2 separate regions of the Gossypium arboreum genome follow, and region 2 is linked to region 1. The links are chromatin contacts, called in public Hi-C maps. All regions are on one chromosome and are shown on one strand. The core of a region is the stretch at or near the end of the contact, and the rest is flanking DNA. Distances in the headings are between cores, read along the strand shown.

The links. Hi-C and Micro-C count contacts between places; a contact is called where the count stands out from the background.
Region 2: a Hi-C map of leaf shows a contact between it and region 1, with 3 times the contacts expected there. The contact joins the promoter of LOC108474448 here to the promoter of LOC108464867 in region 1. A contact is called at or near these places in 2 of 5 Hi-C or Micro-C datasets (both in leaf).

Annotation. Positions count from the first base shown.
Region 1 is chr3:22,198,188-22,204,842 of ASM2569848v2, forward strand. LOC108464867 reads right to left here and starts at 2,295. Exons shown (of 3, transcript XM_017765144.2): 1 at 2,099-2,295; 2 at 1,693-1,985; 3 at 750-964. The coding sequence starts at 1,978. The coding sequence ends at 1,694. LOC108463882 (F-box protein At1g67340) reads right to left here. Exons shown (of 3, transcript XM_017763871.2): 1 at 6,254-6,655; 2 at 5,966-6,128; 3 at 4,936-5,871. The coding sequence starts at 6,495. The coding sequence ends at 5,134.
Region 2 is chr3:23,099,396-23,106,050 of ASM2569848v2, forward strand. LOC108474448 (ranBP2-type zinc finger protein At1g67325-like) reads left to right here and starts at 3,322. Exons shown (of 10, transcript XM_053025593.1): 1 at 3,322-3,704; 2 at 3,985-4,030; 3 at 4,123-4,238; 4 at 4,657-4,933; 5 at 5,142-5,212; 6 at 5,561-5,606; 7 at 5,717-5,826; 8 at 5,993-6,017; 9 at 6,093-6,244; 10 at 6,523-6,655. The coding sequence starts at 3,696. The coding sequence ends at 6,525.

The DNA of each region.
Region 1 (6,655 bases), core at 1,045-3,544:
AAAACAAATGAATTGGTATATTTTTAATTAATAAATATTAAATACATATTCATATCTAAATCTAAAATCGTATCAAATCCGTCTGAACCTAAAATTTAAATCCAAATAACAAACCAATCCAAAATTTAATTTGACTATATGGCTACGAAGTTACTAATGGAAGCAAGGCTACGGGCACATCATCTGCTACTGCTACTGCTACATTTCACCTTTTTATGTTTCACTTAATGCTTGTTCCGGTATCAAAAAGAAATATTCATGAAACTTTGTAATTACAATAATAACGATCTTTTTTTTTAAGTTTCTACTATTAGAAATACAATACAAGCTCAATTTTATACCTAGGCAACTACAGGTAGAATCAAACTAATACAAGCACAACAGACAAACCGAATAAAACCCATCTATGACATAGATGCACATGTTGGGACTAAAGACCCAAATGTTACAATTTTGCATATGCTAACACTCATATTTAGATACTCAAAAGCCCAAAACTTCATCTTAACCAACAATGCTTCTCCTTGATAAGGCTCAATCCAGTCATGTGGTGCCGATTCATTTTAAAAGAGTGTCAATTTATTTGGTTTTTGATATATTAAACTCAAACCAATCAAATGCACACTCCTACTTCTCCCAAATAAGGGGTGGCTTAATTAGAAGAAGAAAGGAGAGACAACAGCAACATAAATGTTCAAAACCAGTCTTACCCAATACAAGGCAACAACATGATGGCTAAACAAAGCAAATATTCAGCAACACAGAGTATTTATTTCCCTTACAAGTCTTACCCATTGAGTTACATGGAAAATTTATTTTCATTCATAAACCAGTGTCCCAACTGAAATGTTCAAAAGTACACTACAAAACAAGCAGAATCTTTTAATTCAAACCAACAGTAAAAAAGGTTTCAATGTCCACTTCCCATTTGTAGATCAAGCTCCAAACCATCTGCTAATGGCTTCTGATTCCTACATCAATGGAAACCTTATTAGAAATTACTCCCAAGATTGAAAATATGAAATTGTAAATTCACTCTTCATTCAGTGTCTCCATTGCTTTATAATCACTTGTCACAACTCCACCATTGTCACTGTTGCAGAGGTGACTAAATAAAACACAAAAAAGGATTTCATTTGGCAATTATTAGCTTGCATCACTTCTAACACTTTTGTGGAAGCAACATATTCTAATCCCTGCAGTGTCAATTGTCGATGGGTAAACAGTCTGCCTACAAATCCAGGTTAAAGTCTGATGCAAATTTTTACACCTTCACTTAAATAAGATGCAAATGGTAATCATTAGCAAGTCTAAGATGGTGATTTAACCATTAAAACACCAGTGCAAGCCCTTCAATTTAGAAACAACACTTGGTATTACTTAAGCTCTACTACTATCTTGGAACCACTGAATACTAAATTAGTTTTGAAGTATTAGTGTAAAATTTTCGATAAGAATTAACTTTTACCTCAAATGAATCAGAGCTTCAGACCTAAGCCAAATCAAGAAAACTTCATACCAACAAACTGAACTCTAAACTCTAAAATCTAAATTGTTCCTGAAACTTCAATGTGCTGATCGAACCAGTAAAACCCAAATCTTAGAGTAGATATACGATTCTCAAAATCCGGTGCCCATGAATAATTTAATAGAAGCATAAATAAAATCCCAGAATGAGTTGAAAAAAGAAACCTCAGTTTCGTTTGGTGGAGGACGCATAACTGTCTTGAAGAAGGTCATCATAAGGATCCCTGCGGCCGGGGACTTGGCTAATCTGAGGATCCCAACGGAGCTGAGCATTGTGGCGCTCAAATGTCCAAAACCCATAAGGCCGCAGTGGATAACTCCACATCTCCTTGGTTTTTGCGCATCGATCCTTCATAGAGTAAACGTGTTCTCTGAATTTTCTATCCCTCTCTTTTGGGTCCTCCATTAACCTCAACACCAGATTCTCTGCAAATTCCATAATGAACCCCATTTTCTTCCTGGAAAACACAAATAACCGAAACCCTAAGTTCAACAAACAAACTCACTATAAAAAAAATTACTGGATAGCTAATCAAATAGAATAGGCACAAAACAAGGTGACAAAGGAAACCTGTTTGAAGATCTCAAGTGGCGATTAACAGAGCCAAGGTCTTCAATTTGTCGAAAGCAAAGATTGGGAAAACCTCTGACACAGACTGTTACGAGTAATCGAAGAGCCTAACTTGGGCTAAAGCTCTACAACTCCATGGCTGTCATTAGGCCTGGCCTAGTTTCTGGGGATAATGGTAGGCGTTCTTTGGGATCAAAAGCCCTTATAAAGGTTGTATTAAATCTTCTTGACTCTAACCAAGGCTAAGGCCCAATAATTTTATAAAAGAAATTTTGAACTACATCTCAAATGGATGGGTTTGGATAAAATATTATTCAAGAACATAAAATTAATTTAAAATTGTCACATTAGGTGGAAAATTTTATATTTTAAAAAATGATAAAAAATAGCCTATTAAATCTTAGTTCAGTTGGTATAGATATTATTATCAATGCAAGAGGACATGAGCTTGAATATGCTGAAGCACGTTATCCTCCTATTTATGGATTGGGAAAGGGCTATGGATAGTTCTAGGCATTGTATTAGAAAGAGCAAATATGACCAGAACCTATAATAATGAGTATTAATGAAAAGTTATATGATAGCGATTGATTTTAAAGAGGTAGATTAATTTTCTTAAATAAATTATTTTTAGCAAGAATTTAAATTACATAAATACACTTGTTGTTTAAATTATATTTTGCGGATTGAATTTGAAAGCACTTAAATATGTTTTTTTCTTTGATTTAACCATTAGAACGATTTATTAGTAAAAATAAAGATTGTATCAAAAATAGAAATTTCTAATCTTTTCCAATTAAATTGATATTTTGTTAAGTTATATCATAAGGTATTTATAATAAAAATGATTAGACAGTATATTCTAGAATGAGATGGGCAGCTATTTAGATTGTTTTAATTATTTTTTATGCATTAATGGACCGAAAAAGTTGAGAATTTTGAAGATACACCAAGTGAAGGCAGGGATGGTAATATAACAGGGGGAAAGCAATGTTGAATCCGCTTTACAGTTGGTATATTCTATTTTATTATGAATGTATTATCTTGAAATTTATTTTTACCTTCATAGATGTTGGATGCATCAATCTTTATCTCGCTCCGTTTTAATTTAATTTTGCTACTTATCTTTAATAATTTCAATTATTTAAAGTCAAATAAATATTTATAAATATAATTCTTCAAAAAAAATTAAAAATAAAATCTATAATTTTTATTACATTTTATCCTTTTAATAATTATATATAAGAAGATAAAATGACAATTTCATAAAGTAAAACAAGGCAGAATGAAACAAATAGTTATCAAACGACTCCATACTCGTTATCGAAATAATTTCACTTGGAGGAGTAATTAATTACTTAGGAAAATCTAATCCGGATGGATGTGAAATGTATTGAGTATCCTTAAACCATGGTTGGATGATTCTTTCTCTCTTCATTTGCTTTGCTTGTGGCGCAGCAGCTGAAGCAAAAGATACGGTGTGTGAGACTTTCTCAAAATTTAATGAACACAATACCCGGGTTTTTTAAAGAAAAAAAATCGTAAATCTCTTTTAAATGGTTGATTTGATGTATTATTTAATAAAACATATAAAGATGAGTATAAAAAAATAAGATTTTAATATATGATAAACCAGAATTATCATCGGAAACAATAGTTGAAATTAGAATCAGAAACAATATGTTAATTATTAATTATCGCATGAATTGAAGCAAAAGTATTTTGCTTTTAACTTGAAATTCACGATATTATAGAAAGATTTGTAAATTAATTTGCCATCTTTTCGTGTTTGGTCATCGAAAATTTATGTTTGGTATGCTAAAATAAAATGAGAATATCCACAAATACAAGGCAAAGATAGCTTAAGCCCAGAAAATGGGGGGGATTTTGGTGTGAGAAATGCATCAAAGGGTGCGTAGTCATGATTTTGATTTTAAGAAAAATGAGAATAGTTTATAAAATTTTGGTTGGTCAGATGTGACAATCTTAACTTTAACCCAAATTAATTATTTAAGACAAAGAAAAGAGGGTTGAGTTTAAAGTAGATTTTGGTTAAGAAAATGGATTAGATCATGAAGAAGGAAGTCAAAATATATGCAATGTCTTGTAGGTACACTACACTTTCAATCTTCTTTTTTTGCTATATATATATTATGTTTTATACCATTGATTGGGCTTGGACCACCTCTTTACCACTATATATTCTAATCATAATGACCCAATTTAAATATATATATATATATATATGCCCTGCAGTATGAATTTGATAAAGAATATGTATGTGGCACACTCTTTAAAAAATTTTGATTGAAACAATAGTTATATAAGTTATTTTTGAAGATAAAATTAAAAAGGCATTCTCATAATTAAAAAAAGAACATTAGGCAACATCCACAATGTCCTCCACTAGCAAAATATGCATGTCTCTCCCACTCATATATTCCACTTCTTTTTGGTGGTCAAAACACACCAAGAATTTACCTATTTTTCGTTCCAGGAAGGAAAAAAGAAGATTGCATCTCTTCTTAGCTTTACCCTAAAGTTAAGCCAGTTTATAAACCAGAATTTTATGGTAGTTTGGTTATTATTCCCATCCATCCACCTACCTAATTTTGTTTTACTACTCCTTTGTTAAGTGTTAACAATACTACTAAACTTCTCTTCCTTCAAATTACCATGTTTTAGCCAAGTAAATGCCCTATGCCTACAAGTAAAGAATGACAACTTAATTCCAATTTTCATAAGTTACATGGTAAATAAATCATTGGAATCTTAAACTGGCTTAATCATGCATTTAACTCAGCTTTGCTGTATAATTATCAAAAACACTGTCAAGGTTTTGATCAGACTGTATCTGTAGCTGTTTATATATGCTTAAGATAATAAAAGCAAATTTATCCAAAAAATATATATATATTAAAGGGAAAAAAACTGGCCTCTTTTTCTTTTTACATTTTAACCCCTTTTTTTTCATTTTTTTATATTGCCTTAAAACTGAAATATTACCCTGGCCGTTAACATCGCCGTAACCATTTTTAGCTTTCGCCAATGACTTCATCCATTCCGTCGCCACCAACACCTTCTTCGTCCAGCCACCGCTCGACCGGCGCGCACTCGGCTTTGTGGCGTAGTTTCCAATCGAGCGCCTGGCAAGCGCGTGAACAGTAATTCACGGCACCACAAACCGAACACCGGCGGAACTCGTGTTTTCTCGTCTCCGGCCTCCCACAACCAACGTGCGAGCATAGCCTCAAACCCGGGCCGGGAATCCCGTCCCGAGAGCCGAACCAATCCGTTAAGAACTTGTTCGCCGGGTGAGCCTCCGGTGCCGGTACATTGCATCCAAAATCACTCAGCAACGGGCATCCCGGCACGTTCGGATGACGGTTGGTCGGGTGGGGGATCGGGTGGGGGCTCCAGGTGAGCCAAGAGCACGTAGCGATATTTGAAACAGATGCTGATGATAAACCCGCCGCAAGCTCTCGGGCGTTGGCTTGGACGAGAAACCGACGACCCTCGGTGATGTTTTGTCGGACGCCGTACCCGTCCTGCAGGCAGTGACCGAGCTCACGCAAAGCATCTATGTGGCCAAGAAAAGCAGCCCGGGCGCACAAAGCCACACCGGCTCTAAGGTCCTTATCGTTCTTAGAGCCACCGCTGCCGTTGAACTGAATTACAGCTAAGGAGTAAAGCGCCGGCGCGTGAGAACTAATCGCCGCCTTAGCCATAAGAGAAGCCCCACTCCCTCGATTTTGCAAACAGTAGAACCGAATCTATTGCAAATCATAAAACAGTTCATTTGTTAGAGAATGTTAATATTCTTGAAAAGGAAATTCCAAGAATAAGTAAAGAAAAATAAAAACTAACCATGCCGAGGGTGTAACAAGCTTCAACATTCCCGGCATCGGCACAACACTTTAAGAATCTGTGAGCTGACTCCGACCAGTTTTCAGCTTTAATGGCTAACAATTTTGAAGAGGCTTTTGATAATACCAAAGGTTGAAGTGCAAAACTATTTAATCTCTTGCATCTGTTTCTCACACAACACACAAAAAAAAACCCAATAAATTCCTCAGAACATAAAATAAATAAAAAATCATATCTTTCCCGTCTTGAAACAAGAAACGGAAAAGAGCAGTGAAAAGATGCACGTACGTAATCAAAACGTTGATGAAATCGGAAGGGCAAGAGGCGGAAGAGCTAAGCTTGGAGAGTATAGAAATGACAAGATCATCGGGTAAAGCATCAAACAAATCACTGTTTCCGGCAATCACCGGCGAGAATCTTTGGCGTTTCCGGCAAGCCATATTATATCCGGTGAAATCTCTCCGTTTAACTACTATCTTATCAACACAAACATCGGCTCTAGGATAACAAAGACCTCTCCTTGTTCTCATTTCTCTCTATCCCTATAATCTAGAAATCTACCCTAAATATATCTACTTTATCTCAAAAATTTCTTATGTGTTGGTTGTTTCTCAGTTTTTATGTGCCTTAGCGGCGCAAGAGATACGATAAAATGGAGAGGAAATAGAAAAAGCAAACTGAGAAGGGAAA
Region 2 (6,655 bases), core at 2,072-4,571, 900 kb after region 1:
AATTTGTATGTGTTCGGTTTAGTCCTGACCCCTTTCTAATACATGTTTAAGGTCTCGATGATCTATATAAGGGACTCTATATTGATGATTGATCTTTAATACTTCGATGAGTATGAAATGAATGTTAATGTTCAAATTTTGTCTGGTAATGCCTTTAATCTTAGCCCGGCGACGGATACGGATTAGGGGTGTTACAGCACTACTCGATTAACTAGAAATGATCATGCAATTACCTAAAATAAAGTTAATTTTACTTAAATACAAGTTATTAATTAATTCTAAAAGTATGAATTATAACTCTTTTCAAGAGTTATCACACATACGGTCACAATTTGTTACACGATCTAGAGACACGGTCGTGTGCCTCCTCACACACGGCTTAGGTCCCTACACACGATCAGTCAACATGACCATGCCCTATGGCTTTACACAACTTTGGGCTATCATACAGCCTGATCACACGATCGTGTGATCCCTATTTAGCATTTTTACCCCACTTTTCTCAAATGTTTCAATTAAGACCTTACTTCATTTTAAATTTTTTTGTAGCTTCAATATGTTCGATTTAACATCGTTAGGATATGAATGGTATGATTTTAATTGTGTTTAATATAATTAATAATTTTATAGGAATATTTTGATCTTATATAGTATGATTCTGTTCTATTTTGTACAGTAGCATTTTGTAACCCTAATCTGGTGATAGTGATGAGTGAGGTGTGTTACAGTGCTCGTCCAATGACCTTGTCATAAGTGTGTTCCCCTCATAGGATATCTTTAATCTCTTTGGGATAAATCCATTCTCCTAATATGATCCTATTTTATCTCAGGGTAACCATTACATCTTCTTTCATGAAAAGTCAATTACTATCAAATAGTAATCAAGTCATTAATCACAAAGACGAATGACCTACAACTACGTTTACTTTTCATCAACCATGTAATACTAATGGGTGAATAACATTTGAGCTATAAATTCCACTATTGTGAATGATGCTACATACTGTAAAATTCCTATACCCAATGCACCAGATTTCGGTTCTTTATCTATTTGAACTTAGACTTTTACTTACATCAAAGTATACGAGTCACGAATGCATAATTTGTCATCCACTCGAGATTAAGGTATGCCACACTTTGAACATTACAAGTGAATAAATCCATAAACGAATTCAGGATCTATTCTTCTTGGTCCAGTCCTATGTACTGTCAGTCCAATCAGTTACATATATGTCTCTATTTTCTAGGATTCATCTGCTTTGATGCCCAAGGCAAGACATCTCCCTATTTGGACTTGATAGATGACATATTAGCTTTCAATTAGTTTACTCATTTCCAATTAGACTAAGGACATGTTTAGGTTTGTATACTAATATAAGTTTCCTTTTTGTATTACAATCCAACTACATAATATTGTTTAGTATTAGTTTAAAAATTAGACAACATGTAAGCCAATGTCTGCTTCTTTTTTTTTTTTTTTTTGCATGAAAAAACCACATAAGGACAATTATACGGAGTATATTAATGTAATACATGAATTATTTTATTAATCAATCTATTCGACAAAATTATAAGTTTACAAACAAATATAATACACTTAGGACATCATATCCAACATTAACACCTACAAATCTGTTCTAATTTGTTTTAACATGATTTTAAAGTTTTAAATTTGATTTTATCTATTTTTTATGTTTTTATAAAAATGTTTAAAAGTTTAATTTCTTAATTAAAATAGGGGTTTTGTCATGGAAACGTTTCGATAGCACCTCTCTTTCGTACCATATGTTGGGAGGGGTGAGGGACGTTACATTTAGTTTATTCCTGGCTATCAACCAACATGATTTTCTCTGTTTTTCTTGAACCCTTGGTTTGCTTAGAGAGTGAGATTTAATTCACGAACCGAACATACAATGAAAACTTTAGCTTTCTAGTTGGGAAAGTAAATTCCTTATATAGGTAAGAAACAAACTCGAGTTGTAACACCCCTTACCTATCCTGATGACTAGTACGGATGGGAGAAGCCACGAGAACATATATGAGAAAAACATTTTTACACATCATTTATTCAAGTTTCAGATGTTTAAGAGGCTTTAGAAAAAAATTTAAAATCATTTACAAATGGTTAGAAGTTGATCGAAGGTGTTTGGACCTCAAAATGCCAAAAGGGCTCATAACAATGCAATAGCCAAAGCCTTGCATCATGGTATTGGTACAAGTAGGGAGAAGTGCAGATACTTCTCCCAATTATGATAGAACTTGTCATTTTGCCACACTTGTTGCAATACCACAAGGGTCAGATATCAATACCTCTACCCCTGGAGCCAAACATTGACTTGAAAACCACTTGTTTTGATACCCAAAGGGTTATTACCAAAACTTGGGTTTAAAAAAAAAAATACCAAAACGCCTTTAAACATAGTAACATAAAACATGCTTTCGCCATACTTCAAAGATATCATGAAAAGCAAATTTGATATCAATCTAAGCATTGGTTAAATGAAAATTTGGTTTCATGAATGCCAACTTACTTGGAACTTCAATTTAATAAGCTCAAACATAACCACCAGAGCTTCTAACATATCAATTAAATATTAGGCTACTCAAGATACCAAATGGCCATTGAAACTAGCATGATCATACATATCGACATCCTAGATACATGACACAAGTCACAAATACACTAAGTTTCATATTATAGATAAGTTTGTTGCTAGTGTGATGATTTCAAGTTGAGACGACTTCAAGGATTTGAAAGCGATAATCTACAAGCAAAAACAATAACACGTAAGCATGAAATACTTAGTAAACTTAAATAGAAAAATACTATACTAGAAAGAACTTAATAAGCTTTACACATACATGTTAGCAATGGCATATAAATAAGGTAACTGCATAAGAATCCATATAAATGTGATGGAATACAATATTCAGTAAGTGTTCATAATCTTTTTTCTTTCCTTTGCTTACGTACATGCACTTAATTCATGACATTGTAATATTCAATTACCATTTCTCAAGTTGATCAAAATTGTCAAATTCATGCATTTTATAACCATAAATTCTTTTCCTTAATCATTTCTAGTTCTTTTTCACCCAATGTAGCCTTAGTGAATTATATATGCTCTCTCTTTTATGTGACAATATTATTTATGAATTTGTTTTATGATTTTAAGAAAAATATTTTACTGTTGACAATATAATATCGTACATGTAAATTAAAAATAATACATTTTAAATATTTTAAATAATTAACCTAATATATTTTAATTCATACTAAATTAATTAATGTATCACATATGTAAACCTATATATTAGATTGAGATCAATAAGATTATTTAAAAGCAATTGAACCTTGACCAATAAATTCGAGGCATGCTAATTGAAGAGTACATGGACTGTCCAAAATAGGCAAAGGTCACACCGAAGTCCAAGCACCGGCCGCCATCCAAATCACAATAACGGCGTCAGAAATTCAGAGGGGCAGCAGCGAGCAACCGTTTATACTTATTTTAAACCAAATTTTCAACTACATCCTTCACATCACGCATAAAAGTTCCCTGGTTATTCTGTTTAAAGTCCGTTAGTTTGTCGCCGCCCTTTTATCTCAGGTAGGGCAAATTCCCAATTCCCTCTCTCTTGTTTCGAATCTTCACACCGAAACAGTCATAACTCCCTCTATTGCCGCCGCCTCAATGTCTCAGGTATTATTCCCTTCCAATTCTCTGAATTTGCCCTCTTATAGATTCGAGCATCCAACTTAATAGATCTAATAATAGATTTGTCTTGAAAATCAATTCCCCTTTGTCAAACTAGGATTCTCTTTTTTCTTTCGATTTTTTTTTATGTGCTTTTCTGTTGCTGCTTAATTCTCCAATTTATTATTGAAAAGTGGAAATTAATTTCGTAATTATTGTGTAGTATCGATTTATGCACATAGTTTCGGTGATTAACCTTCTTTCTTGGGGGTGGCAATTGGTTCAGGTTGATAATAGAAACTCTTCTGCAGCGAAGCGAGCTAGAACCGATGGTATGCCGCTTAATTTTATTTTTATTTCATTCTGTGTACTTTTTTACATGTTTAATTTTGGCAATTTTGAATTTTTATGGTTAAATTTGTAGGTAGTCGTAGGGAAGATGATTGGACATGCCCTAGTTGCGGGAATGCCAATTTTTCATTTAGAACTACTTGCAATATGCGCAATTGCACTCAACCCAGGCCAGCTGTTCATAACTCAGTAAGTCTTCATATTTATTAGCCAATGGCGTTCAAAATATTCCTGAGTTTTTGAATATTGTTGAAATTTTAATTGCTTTAGTTTTGGCTCGTAGGTTTCGATTTTCTGTTCAGATTGGAATTGTTTTTCAACAGAATTAGTAATAGAAGAGCGGATTCTTCAAAATATGTGGCTTAGCAAGTTATTTTTAATGAAGTTAATACCTGGTTCTGTGCTGAAAGACCAGAGTATATTATGTGATACCCAATGCTTGCTTCGTTCTAGTCCGTTTATGTCCTATTTTTTTTCATAACTCTGTTTATTATAAAATCGTAAATCTTTTCTACTGTTTGTTTCTCCCTTTAGAAACTGACCCTTTGCATTTTCTTTCTCCCATTATTTATTTTTAAAGCTTGAGTTGGTAATTTTCCCCTTTCAGAAATCTGCAGGCAAGCCTCTCCAGGTGCCACAGAGTTATTCGTCGTCTGCTCCATATGTAGGTTCTGGAGCACCATCTTCTATGTATCTCAGTGTACCACCTTATGGTTCTTCCCTCTTCAATGGTTCCTCTATTCCTCCATATGAAGCACCTTTTTCTGGAGGATCGGCTTATCATTACAATTATGGCAGTCGTCTTTCTGGTGGTAGTCCCTTTCGGCCGCTCCATATGCCTTCTGGACCACCCCCTTATTCTAGTGGGCCTATGATAGGGAATGGTATTGGTAATCTGCCTTCCCGTTTATAATTGCTATTACTTTTCATATTTATTCACTCTTGCAAGTTAAATTGTTGACCAAGAAAACCCGTTGATCATAGTTATTTCTTGTCTGCAACCCAACCACCCATTTACGTATATGATTGGCCTTAAGCATGATATTAATATCATATTAGTAAGTTATGGGCTTTTTTTTCTTTTTTACCTAGGTGGGATGTATGGTGTGCCCCCTTTGATGGACCGGTATGGCTTGGGGTTGCCCATGGCCCCTCCTCCAATGGTATGTTGAGATGTTTAATGCTAATTTGAGATCATTCTTTGTTAGGTTTGTGAAACTAAGATTGCAAGCTTAATATTTTGTATCATTTCTCCATCATGTAGTTGCACATTTTCTAGGTTTGGGTTTGTGTACTGGATTTATTCAATGCTTGGCAGTTATCAATTTGTATTAAGCTTGCATCCCTCATTCAGCAAAGGCACGGATTTCTCCCTTATAGGAATACTGTGGATTGGTTCTTAAATTTGACTATTCTCTTTTGACCATCTAATATTTTATAAGTTGTAGTGGAACTAGAGTGTCTTATGCATGAGTCACAGTTTATGATACAATTACATTTTCAAACTACAGGGACCAAGGCCAGGATTTTTTCCGGATGATAAATTACAGAAAAAAGGTGCAGGCATGACATATCTCTACTGTTGTTTTTCAAAGAAGCCATTATCTTGTGCATTACAGAAAATTTTTTACAATAAGTTAATTATTTTCTCTTCGAATCTTTGTCAGATACTACTCGTGATGATGATTGGACATGCCCAAAATGTGGGAATATTAACTTCTCTTTCAGAACTGTCTGTAACATGCGGAAATGCAATACGCCTAAGCCCGGATCTCAGGTTCTTGTGAACTTACATATTTAATAATGATGCAATGTAGCTGTTCTTTTGTCACATAATTTGCCTTTGGTACTTCGAAAACTGTAGAGTATATGAAATATTGCATTCCTTTTCTTTTGTTATGAACTATTTCTTGACTTATAACAATTTTTTCTTGTAAATGCAGACTCCAAAATCTGATAAAAGTTCAAGTAAGTGCTTTTAAATTTGCAAACATCATAATGTCATGTCTGAAATTTGATGGATATGTATTTCATGCTTTTCAGAACAAAAGATGCCAGAAGGAAGTTGGAAGTGTGAGAAATGTAGCAATATTAACTATCCTTTTAGGACGAAGTGCAACAGACAAAATTGTGGGGCTGAGAAACCAGCTGAATCAAAGAAGTCACCCTCACCAACAGCGAATGAAAATGATCAGGTTTGTGATCTGATGCAGTTTCTTTTTCATGTAGTTTGTTACCTGAAGTTATTGTTTTTGCTGCCCACATTTGTACACATTACAAATTCAGTTAGCGTTCTATACTTCAAACTATTCCTAGTTAAAGATTTATATGGGTTATCTGATTGTGTTTTAAAATGTCATTATTACTATATTTTCCTACATTTCTATGGTGAAGACACTGTTGAATTTTACGGTTTTACTGAAGTTTTTATTTGTCTTTCTTTCCATTGATTTGCAATTGTCTACTGTTCCAGTGAGTACTAGGACATGTTTGAGGGTTGAGAAGGTCCAGAGTTATCATCCAGCATTGCTCAATCTGGGTGTCTGAAAGTCAGTCTTGTCGTCCTCATTTTGCAGCGGTTGTCAAGTTACTCTTCCTTCTCATTG